2 separate regions of the Sus scrofa genome follow, and region 2 is linked to region 1. The links are chromatin contacts, called in public Hi-C maps. All regions are on one chromosome and are shown on one strand. Each heading gives the region's core, a stretch centred on a gene start, on an enhancer-like site or on the middle of the called end of the contact. The rest is flanking DNA. Distances are from core to core; before and after follow the strand shown.

What was found. A called contact is a pair of places that touch in the nucleus more often than the background predicts.
Region 2: a contact with region 1 is called in a Hi-C map of fetal skeletal muscle, with 2.2 times the contacts expected there. The contact joins two enhancer-like sites. A contact is called at or near these places in 2 of 47 Hi-C or Micro-C datasets (embryonic fibroblasts and fetal skeletal muscle).

The regions. Positions count from the first base shown.
Region 1 is chr1:78,298,968-78,303,874 of Sscrofa11.1, reverse strand. No RefSeq gene overlaps it. Among named protein-coding and RNA genes, the nearest start is that of RFPL4B, 11 kb to the left of the region's middle. Within about 2 kb of position 1,319, at least 2 of the 83 cell types and tissues checked have an H3K27ac peak or open chromatin away from gene starts, as enhancers often do. A contact at or near this core is called in fetal skeletal muscle, where this site is marked.
Region 2 is chr1:78,820,991-78,825,461 of Sscrofa11.1, reverse strand. No RefSeq gene overlaps it. Among named protein-coding and RNA genes, the nearest start is that of RFPL4B, 510 kb to the right of the region's middle. Within about 2 kb of position 1,546, at least 2 of the 83 cell types and tissues checked have an H3K27ac peak or open chromatin away from gene starts, as enhancers often do. A contact at or near this core is called in fetal skeletal muscle, where this site is marked.

The sequences.
Region 1 (4,907 bases), core at 70-2,569:
ATGCTGGATCTTTAACCCACTAAGCAAGGCCAGGGATCGAACCCTCATCCTCATGGATTCTAGTGATCCTAGTCGGATTCATTACCACTGAGCCACTACGGGAACTCCTATAATGAATTTCTTTACTGATTCATGTTCTCCTACCACAAACAATGTATTAATATGCCCCTGTATCCCATGCCTCTGCTATAGATGCCAATTAGGCATCTGAGCATCTCTACAGATGTGAGGTAGCTTCAGTTCTGATTCTCAAGGTCTGGGCTGCAAATTTGGACATGGAAGGGGTTAACCTGCACATGTAAATGGTAACTGGAAGATAGGGAAGTGATTGGGATTGCCCATGAAAGGTGTGCAAAATAAAAAGGAAGGCCTAGGACAGAACCCTGAAAAGCAACAGCATTTAAGGAAAAAGGAAAAGCAACCCGCAAAAGAGACTATGCTAAAGACTCTGAGGAAAGAGATCCCTGCAATCAACAACACAATTCTGGAATCCAATGGCTTCCAGTCCAACAGAAGCAACTCTAAGAATGCCTTGCAGTTCAGCCGAACTTGGGCTAGAAGAAAAGAGTCAGGTCAGGAAGAGCCAAAGCAGGAGTTCCAGGGGACCGTGTAATTGGATACAGGTCTAAACTCTAAATGGACAAAGAGGTCTGCAAAAGTAAATATGAGGTAGCGTATTAGTCCGAGTGAGAAAGGCCAGGCAGGCCACACACGCTGCAAAATGGAGGTCAGAGCAAAGCTTCCAATTCAAGGGCAAAAACCCAGACAGGAGGGCAGTTTGAGAGTGCAAGCGTGCATATGTGTCTACTTAAATTATTAAGTCTCGGTGTAATTGTTATACACAGTGTATGCATAACATCTCTCCTTTCCTTTAAGAGTGTCTATTCTAGGGAAATTCTCTTTTTTAAAAATATCTGTTACTTGTTTTGGCCAAGATCTCCTTTGCTAGCATTTAAGAATAAGCAGCAAATTAGAAATGATTTCTTTGCTTATTAATGAAGTAGTCACAGTTTTAAAATCTTCAATAAAACTTTTCCAGATGCCTATCTCTTCTGTAATAAAAATTTTAACATATCTTACATAATTTTTAGGGCTATTGGAAAATAATTAGCAAGTTTTAGGGGAGATACTACGCAAAAACATTAAAATGCTTTAAAATAACCCAAGAACAGTCGCCTGATTAACATGGCCTTGAGATGAACAAATTAGTCCACCCATGTTGTTGAAAAGTCAAATCACTAAAGTATATCCAGCTGGCGCTAATGAAATGTCCAGAGGACTTAACTGTAGTTTCCCAGAGTGATCTTGGGTTAGGGATTAATAAAAAATGAAGTGCAGGGAGGTCAGCACATCATATAACCAAAAGATTATTCCATGCATTGAAGAGTTTTCAAGTACAGATTTTTTTTTTTTTCAGGCTTAAAGACACTTAAGATTCTTTTGGTGTCAAAACAGTTCAAATCACTGATTTGGCAAAACTAAGTTTATGTAGAGAAATCATTTCCTAGGAGGATAACCTCTTCCTCTGGGCTGGAAAAAAACAACACTCCTGTCCAGAGATTACATTATCTCCCAGTCCGTTGCCCCTGCAAGGCTGAGGCAGAATCTGTGTAGCACAGCGCCATCTACCGCGTCTCTGAGGGAACTGGAGCCCCAGCCCGCAATATTTTTCATTCTAACCTTGATGGCAATCAGGAAACCAATCAATGAGTGTCACTTCCCTTCCACTTGTGGGAGGTTTTATGAATATTACAAAAAGATATAAATGAGAGATGTGAACTTATGCAGTTAGAGCCATCGAGATCAATAGGATGATTCTTTTAGGAACGGTGCAGTAAAATTAGACAAGAAATTGTCTCACTGAGGGAAATCAGTGAATAAAATTCGTGATCCCTTTTCTTGATAGAGAACAGGCAAAAAGCCAATCCGTTTTGGATTTTTAAAAAAATCCAGTCCCAAATACTATAAAATTGGGTTGCAATGATCATTGTATAGCTATACATGTAATAAAATTCATTGAGTAATAAAAAAAAAAATCCAAACCCAAAGCTCACAACTCTAAAATGACTGAATTAGGTATATGTAGAGGAAAGGAAAATTTTCATGTAGATCTGTTTTATTTGCCTTCTAGGATTATCAGTTCAAAGGTCAGCAGTTTCTATTTGATCCATCCTCTTCCATTTTTTCATCTTGGTACCTAACTTCAGGTCCTTTCTCTGCAAGAATGAGGCCAAAGGAAAGGAGACAATGCATACCACAGAAATGTCACATATGGGTTTAGTTAACTGAGATTGTTAGCATTCTGATAGGTGAGTGGGGAAAGAGATTTTGAAATCCAAATAGAATTTCATTATGGATTTAATTACCAAATCACCAATACTATAATAACTGAATACTGGGTGAATATCAATTTAATAGTTAATTAGACTCTGTGCCTAGTACATGGTTGGCACACACTTGTTCCTAGTACTAGTGACCCCTAGTAAGATCAGCTTTGCTAGGAGTCTGCCGACTGCTGAGAAACTCTGCGCATTAGCAGAGAGCTTGAAATGCCACGATGCCAAATACCCTTTCTCCTAACATGATAGGCACGGTCCATAAAGATTCCTCCAGGGAGAATAACAGTATAAGATGACTCCTTGTGTAGGTGAGTAAGAATTCAGTCTCTGAGAAACAAGTGTCTGAAAAGAAATAGGAATCACAGCAGCACAGTGTGGAAACAAGCCAGGGCACTGAGAAACAGGAACTCCCACTGTGTGATTTTCTGAGTTGGGTATTTCCCTCTTATTCTTTAGTCCAAAAGGGCTCTAGTATGACTTTTTTCTTTTTTCTTTTTTTTTTTTTTTTGGGGCTGCACTTACAGCACATGGAAGTTCCCAGGCTAGGGGTTGAATCAGAGCTATAGCTGTCAGCCTAGCCATAGCCACAGCAGCCTCAGACCCCAAGCCGTGTCTGTGACCTACACCACAGCTCAAGGCAACACCAGATCCTTAACACTAAGGGATGGAACTGACATCCTCTTGGATACTAGTTGGGTTCCTTACCGCTGAGCCACAATAAGAATTCCTGCCTCTTGGGTCTTAATTCTCACCATTTTCTTCATTTATTCTCCATACAAGGCCCTTCCTTCAATTCCGTTATTTGCTAAGACCCTCCCCAGTGCCAGAGCATGCACTGATGGAAGGTTTTTTTGGCCTGAAAGGCTCCTCCCTCCCTTCATCCCATGTTTATTTCTCCCTGTCCTATAAACATGATTTCTCCTGCAAAGCATCCCCTCAGCCCAGACCTAAGTCTTAGGCCTTTGATAAACTCTCATCAAACCTCATTCTTGTCCCTTGGAGCACTTATCCTAGTATATTATTGTTCTATCTTTACTACTATCAAATGATCAAATTATTGAAGGTGATTATTCATGTATAATCCTCACAGACTATGATTTCCAGGAGGACAAGAGAATTTTCTGCTCACATTTATATTCTGAACAGTTCACCAGCATCAGCTTCATAGATGTGTGATCTATGTACCTGCGTGGAAGGCTTACAGGGTCTCTGTGCCTGGTTTAATGCTCTACTGTTGCCATCTTAAAATTCTTAGTGTTTGAACAAAGGGCTCCACATGTTTATTTTGAACTGGGACCTGCAAACTACATAGCCCATCCTGCAGCTACCATAGTGCTTTACACACTGAAAATTCTCAATAAATAAATCTTTAATGAATAATGACATACAGAAGAATTAATTAACACATGACTAGGTAGCCAAGATTGCAAAAATACAGAGTCCTGAATTTCCTGTGCAGTGGGAAGGACCTCCAAAGGAAATGTCTCTAGTTAACTTATATCTGAGATTCTTGTAATGTGGTTAGAACATTTTACTAACAATTAGAGGAAAGCTAAAATTTCCAGTGACCCTAAGACAGGTGGAAAAAAAAAAATACCTTAAGTTCACTCAGAAATACAGATCTGATGTTGCGATTTTCATCAAGACAAGAATCGTTGAAGGAAGAAGGAGAGAATGGCGGCAAGATCCTGTACTGCAGGCCATGGGAAGGCTTGTTGACTGAAAAAAAATACACAAGCTAAAAGCTGAAAATAATATTTTATACAAAGGATTGTCTGAGGACTTAAACTCAGAAGACGGCCTCTCAGATCGCTCTGAGGGACTGCTCCTAGGAGGGAAAGGAGGAGCCAGGATAAACAGGAGTTTCTAGGAAAAAAAAATTCAGGTAGTCAGAACTTCAAATGATTAGTATTTTTGTTTGTTTGTTTTCTTTCTTGGCCATGAACAGCTGTTTCCTGGCCAGGGATCAGAGCCAGACCTATGCCACAGCTGTGGCAATGCTGTATCCTTAACCCACTGTGTCAGGCTGGGGATTCAAATCTGCATCCTAGCGCTCCAGAGACGCCTCTGATCCCATTGTGCCACAGCAGGAACTCCAAAGGATTACTAGGTTTTATTGTTTTGTATTTTACTTTTTAGGGCCATACCCATGGCATATGGAGGTTCCCAGGCTAGGGGTTGAATTGGAGCTGTAGTTGCCGGCCTACACCACAGCCACAAGGTGTGGCTTGGCCAGGGATCGAACCCGCAACCTCATGGTTTCTAGTTGAATTTGTTTCTGCTGTGCCGCAACGGGAACTCTGGATTACTGTTAATTAAATAAAATCACTATCTCAAGTTAATGAATTTAGTGCACTTCGATGTATGGGAAGATGCAAGAGTCTGGGCTCATTGAAATCATTCCTTGACTAGATCAATGTCAAACATTCATTTTACTGATTTCTTAAGTTCATGTAAATGTTTTATTCGTGGATTGAGATGCATCTGGGTTTGTTTCCAGATGTATGACCCAGTGAAAGTTATTTAACCCCTCTGAGATTAAGTTGCCTCGTCTGTAAATTAGTGAAA
Region 2 (4,471 bases), core at 297-2,796, 520 kb before region 1:
CTGGCTAATAGACATGTGGCTTGATTCTCCATCTTATTGTGCATCTTCCCTGATAAGTCACTTTTGCAGAGCCCATTCCTGATCACCTTATACAAAATAGCAACTCCTCACCTCAAGGGGCTTGATTCTGCCTTGTCTTGTTTTACTTTCCACCATAGCTGTTGATCATAACCTGACCTATAACATCTATATTTCTTTAATAGCATACAGTATTCCTACTAGAATATAATCTTCATGAGGGCCCAGGGTCTGCTCTGTTTACTGCTATATTGTCAGCCTAGAATAGCATCCACCACACAGCAAATATTTGTTGAATATGTGAATGGAATTTACCTTACATTTGAGGGGTCCTGGTTTTAGAATGTTGCTTGTTACTTTGGAAGTAGGGGGCCCAATAATGCAAGTCACTTTCATAACAATACTTAAAATATATCTAGTATGTTTAAGGAGTTCTCTTGTGGATCAGTGGGTTAAGGATCCAACATTGTCACCTCTGTGGCTCTGGTTACAGCCGTGGTGCAGTTTTGATCCCTGGCCCAGGAACTTCTGCATGCTGTGGGCACTGCCCAAAGAATAAAATAAAATAAGGTAAAAAATATATATTTAGTATATTATAGTAATTCATGTGATAAATTGACATGTGCTAAGGACTGAATTTATCATAAAGTTATGAAATTCAAATGAACAAATAGGTATCTAAAAAAAAGTAGACAAATTAATTTTTTGACAATGTATGTCTATTCATAGCACTTGTCTTTGTCTGGTCCAGTATCTCACCATCAACATTCCATACCTGGGCTCTATACTATTTTATAACATAGAGAACGTTCTGAAGTGGGATAATCCTGTTTTGGCTTCATTTTTTCCCCTCTTAATTGTCTCTATTTTGAGGCTTTTCTCCATTCTCCCCTTATGTCTCTGTTAGAAGACTATGATAGTTTTTAATGCTATGATCGCAAGAGCAACATTTGCTTTTTCCCAAATTGGGTCAAAATCAATTTGTTGCTTTGTGTAACATTTTATGTTTTCCCCTAAGAAACATTTAACAAAATCTGCCAGGCAGAACAATAAGAGAAAAGTAAAAATCTCAACAACAACAAAAATTATGGCTATATTCACAAATTGAAAACTTATTAAACACTTGCCCACCAAATTGGTCTCTAATGCTAATCTGAATACTATCCAATTTCACTTAGAAAATGAATCTAAGATCAAATGGGTCTTAAAAAAAATACACATAAAAGATGACTTAAACCAGATACTGGTAAATATACAAAGAAAGGAAAAGACGGACTAATTTAGGGAAAATTTTTTTTTTCCCTTTTTTGGTGGTTTATTATGACCAGGGCAGAACTCACCTATTTACAGTTTTCAGGGAAAGAAAATATTTTTTCTGACAAGAGCTGAAGAGAGACCCTGACAGAGCTTTCCTGCTTCCCATCTCCCATGTCATCAGGGTTTTCTGGGAGAGGAATCTGAGGTGGTTTTCCAGCTAAGTGGTTACAGCTGTTTCCACGGCATCAGTCAGATGGAGTTTCTGCTCATGTTGACTTTGGCTGAAACCTTCACTGTGAGCCCAGCAGCATAAGAACATTTGCTCTGAGGCCTGGGGCTCTGGACAAACATTCCTGTTTCTGAGTTCTTAACATTAACATTTGATGAATTCTTCTCTTAATTTCTCCTGGAGAAAAGTCAAAGGCACTGGAGAGTCCCCTTTGCCCTATGACAGCCATGGTATTTCCCCCCCACAGAAATCCTTTCCTTCTCTCTCTCTCTCTCTCTCTATATATATATATATATATATATTTGATATATATATAGCTGAAAACCTGAAAAACAAATAATGTGCATGAACTCTGCCAATCTATTGAAAAAAAAACACATTCCTTTAAATATGTTCCAACACATTTTTGCAGTTTTCTGAAACATCAGGCTCCTTTGAAGACTTTTAAAATAAAAGAAAGAAATAGGTTTCAAAGTAAACTCTGAAATGTTGATGTCAAAAGGCACTATGAGAAAATTTGAAATGTAGTTACAGAGTTAATTGGGGGGTCAGTTGTCACAATTGCATGGAGGTAGGATAGAACTTGTTATTTTGATAATCTTTTAAAAATAGTGTAATGTTTGCTTTTGGTTAAAATAGTTTTATATGGATTCTTACATTAGCCATGAAAGTCAAAATTAAGGATCGATTCTTCAACATCTGAAGGATTGAATACAAAATGTTATAAAAAAATAATCCATTTTTGTTATTTGGCCAGCGTCAAATGGGTGCAAACAGGTAATGGATGAAATCTGCTTGCATTTGGGATATCAGTAGAGGAATCCAGCTTTGGTTTCTACTCAAGGATTCCAGTTGTAAATAAGAGAGCACATCCTTGATAAAAGTTATAAAGATGATAAACTGGATACCAAAAGGGACTTTAGCATCTTTTGCCTGGCAAGTTCTGAAAGCATAATTTTAGGAATTATTTTACTGGAGTTCCTGTTGTGGTTCAGTGGTTAACGAATCCGACTAAGAACCATGAGGTTTCGGGTTTGATCTCTGGCCTTGCTCAGTGGGTTAAGGATCCGCCATTGCCATGAGCTGTGGTGTAGGTTGTTGACGCAGCTCGGATCCCACGTTGCTGTAGCTCTGGTATAGGCTGGCAGCCACAGCTCTGATTAGACCCCTACCCTGGGAACCTCCATATGCCATGGGAGCGGTGATAGAAAAGGCAAAAAGACAAAAAAAAAATTATTTTGCTAATTCTGTCAATGTAGTTCAAGTTAGGTGTTAAAGTGATATTAAATAACATTTCAAATTTTTATCAAGCCCACTACTGTAAAGTATGTATAAAGGTACACTAAGACACAAAATAGCTGCATGAATTTATTATACACACATAAATAAATTTAATATATCACTACAGTATTGTATATGTTCCTGTATGTGCTACTTAGAAAATAAAACCTATCAGAGCATAGCCTTTGATTCTTATACTGACACATTAGGTAAAGCTCATAATAAATAACCTGTAATCCCAGGCTATATTACCTATATTATTTGCCATATTATTCTAAGGGTAAACAAATAAAATGCACATCATTAACACGGTTGTAGATATATATACCACCACCTATTTCAGGACAATTTAAAACCCTGTGAGATATAAGTAATCTTCACTTTTGACACTTTAGGGTGATGACTAAGAGTGTGATCTTGAGAGATAAGTTGCCAGGGTTTAAATCCCATTCAGTCCCTTCCTAGCTGTTTGGCTTTAGGCCAATTATTTATCTTTTATGCCTCAGTTTTCTCAATGGTAAAGTGAGAGTAATAAAAGCATTTAATTCATACACTTCATAATGTTACTGAGTCCAAGCTCCTACTGCTTGCCAGATGATAGGCCAATAAATGGAGAGACAAGGTGTTGGGACAAGGAATAACGACTTTATTCAGAAACCCAACTGACTGGTGGACTAGTGTCCCAAAGAACCATCTTACTCAATTTAGAATTGAGGCTTCTTTTATACTAAAAAGGGAGGGGGTGTGGCTTATTATTGCAAACTGCTTGGTGCAGGAATCCTTCGTTCTCGCAGCTGTCCATGCAAGGCTGGTCACAATGCTCCTATAAAACTCAACAAGAGAGTTGTTATTTTCTTTTCAGTAACTTTTTATTATACCATTAATGGTCAAGCCTGGGAGGCAAACCTTGAGAATGGGCTATTGTGCCTATTTCAGGCTATAGGCAACATTCTTTACAAAAGGTATAGAGCCAGCTTGACTACGCACAGGCAACAGAGCACAAAAGTTAGAGATGCAATATAGAGTCAAATTCAGTCTGCTCTGCTACAATAAGGATTAAACATATATTCCATTTTAAAGGGCTTTTAATCCACTCTCGATTAAAAAAAATTATTATTTTTGCTGTTGTTTTTCTATTTAATGCAACTCACCTCCTAATGAGAAAATAGTCTATGTAACATTGTGCCTGTGGTCATCGAATATAAACTTGAATATTTAAATGATGGTGCTTTCTGGAAGAGCCCAGGGTTTTCTTGGTTAGCCCTAAAGGCTAAGAATCTCATTTTATAGTTTAGGCAAAATATGCCTTCCTGAATTTTCTAGGTGCTTAGATCAATTCAAATCATTTCTACACTTTCTTAATTACAATATTTAAACACTCAAAGCCTTCTTTAATCCCACTCATAACCCCTGTTGGTAATTACTTCTATCTAGGCCAAATATGCTGCATGTACTCAGATATTTATTCTATTGTATGATTTCATTAGTCTCTTCCCATTTTAGTGAGAGGTTTGAAAACTCTTAGTTTTTCAGTCTCTAGGCTTAGCAGGTATATTATATTTACTAACTTGGACATATATTGATACTGTATAAACATTTTGGCTATATTGTTTATTGTCAAATAAAACCCCTTGATCTCCTTCATATTAATTCTTATAAAGCAGTCTCTGATAACTCTTTATTTAT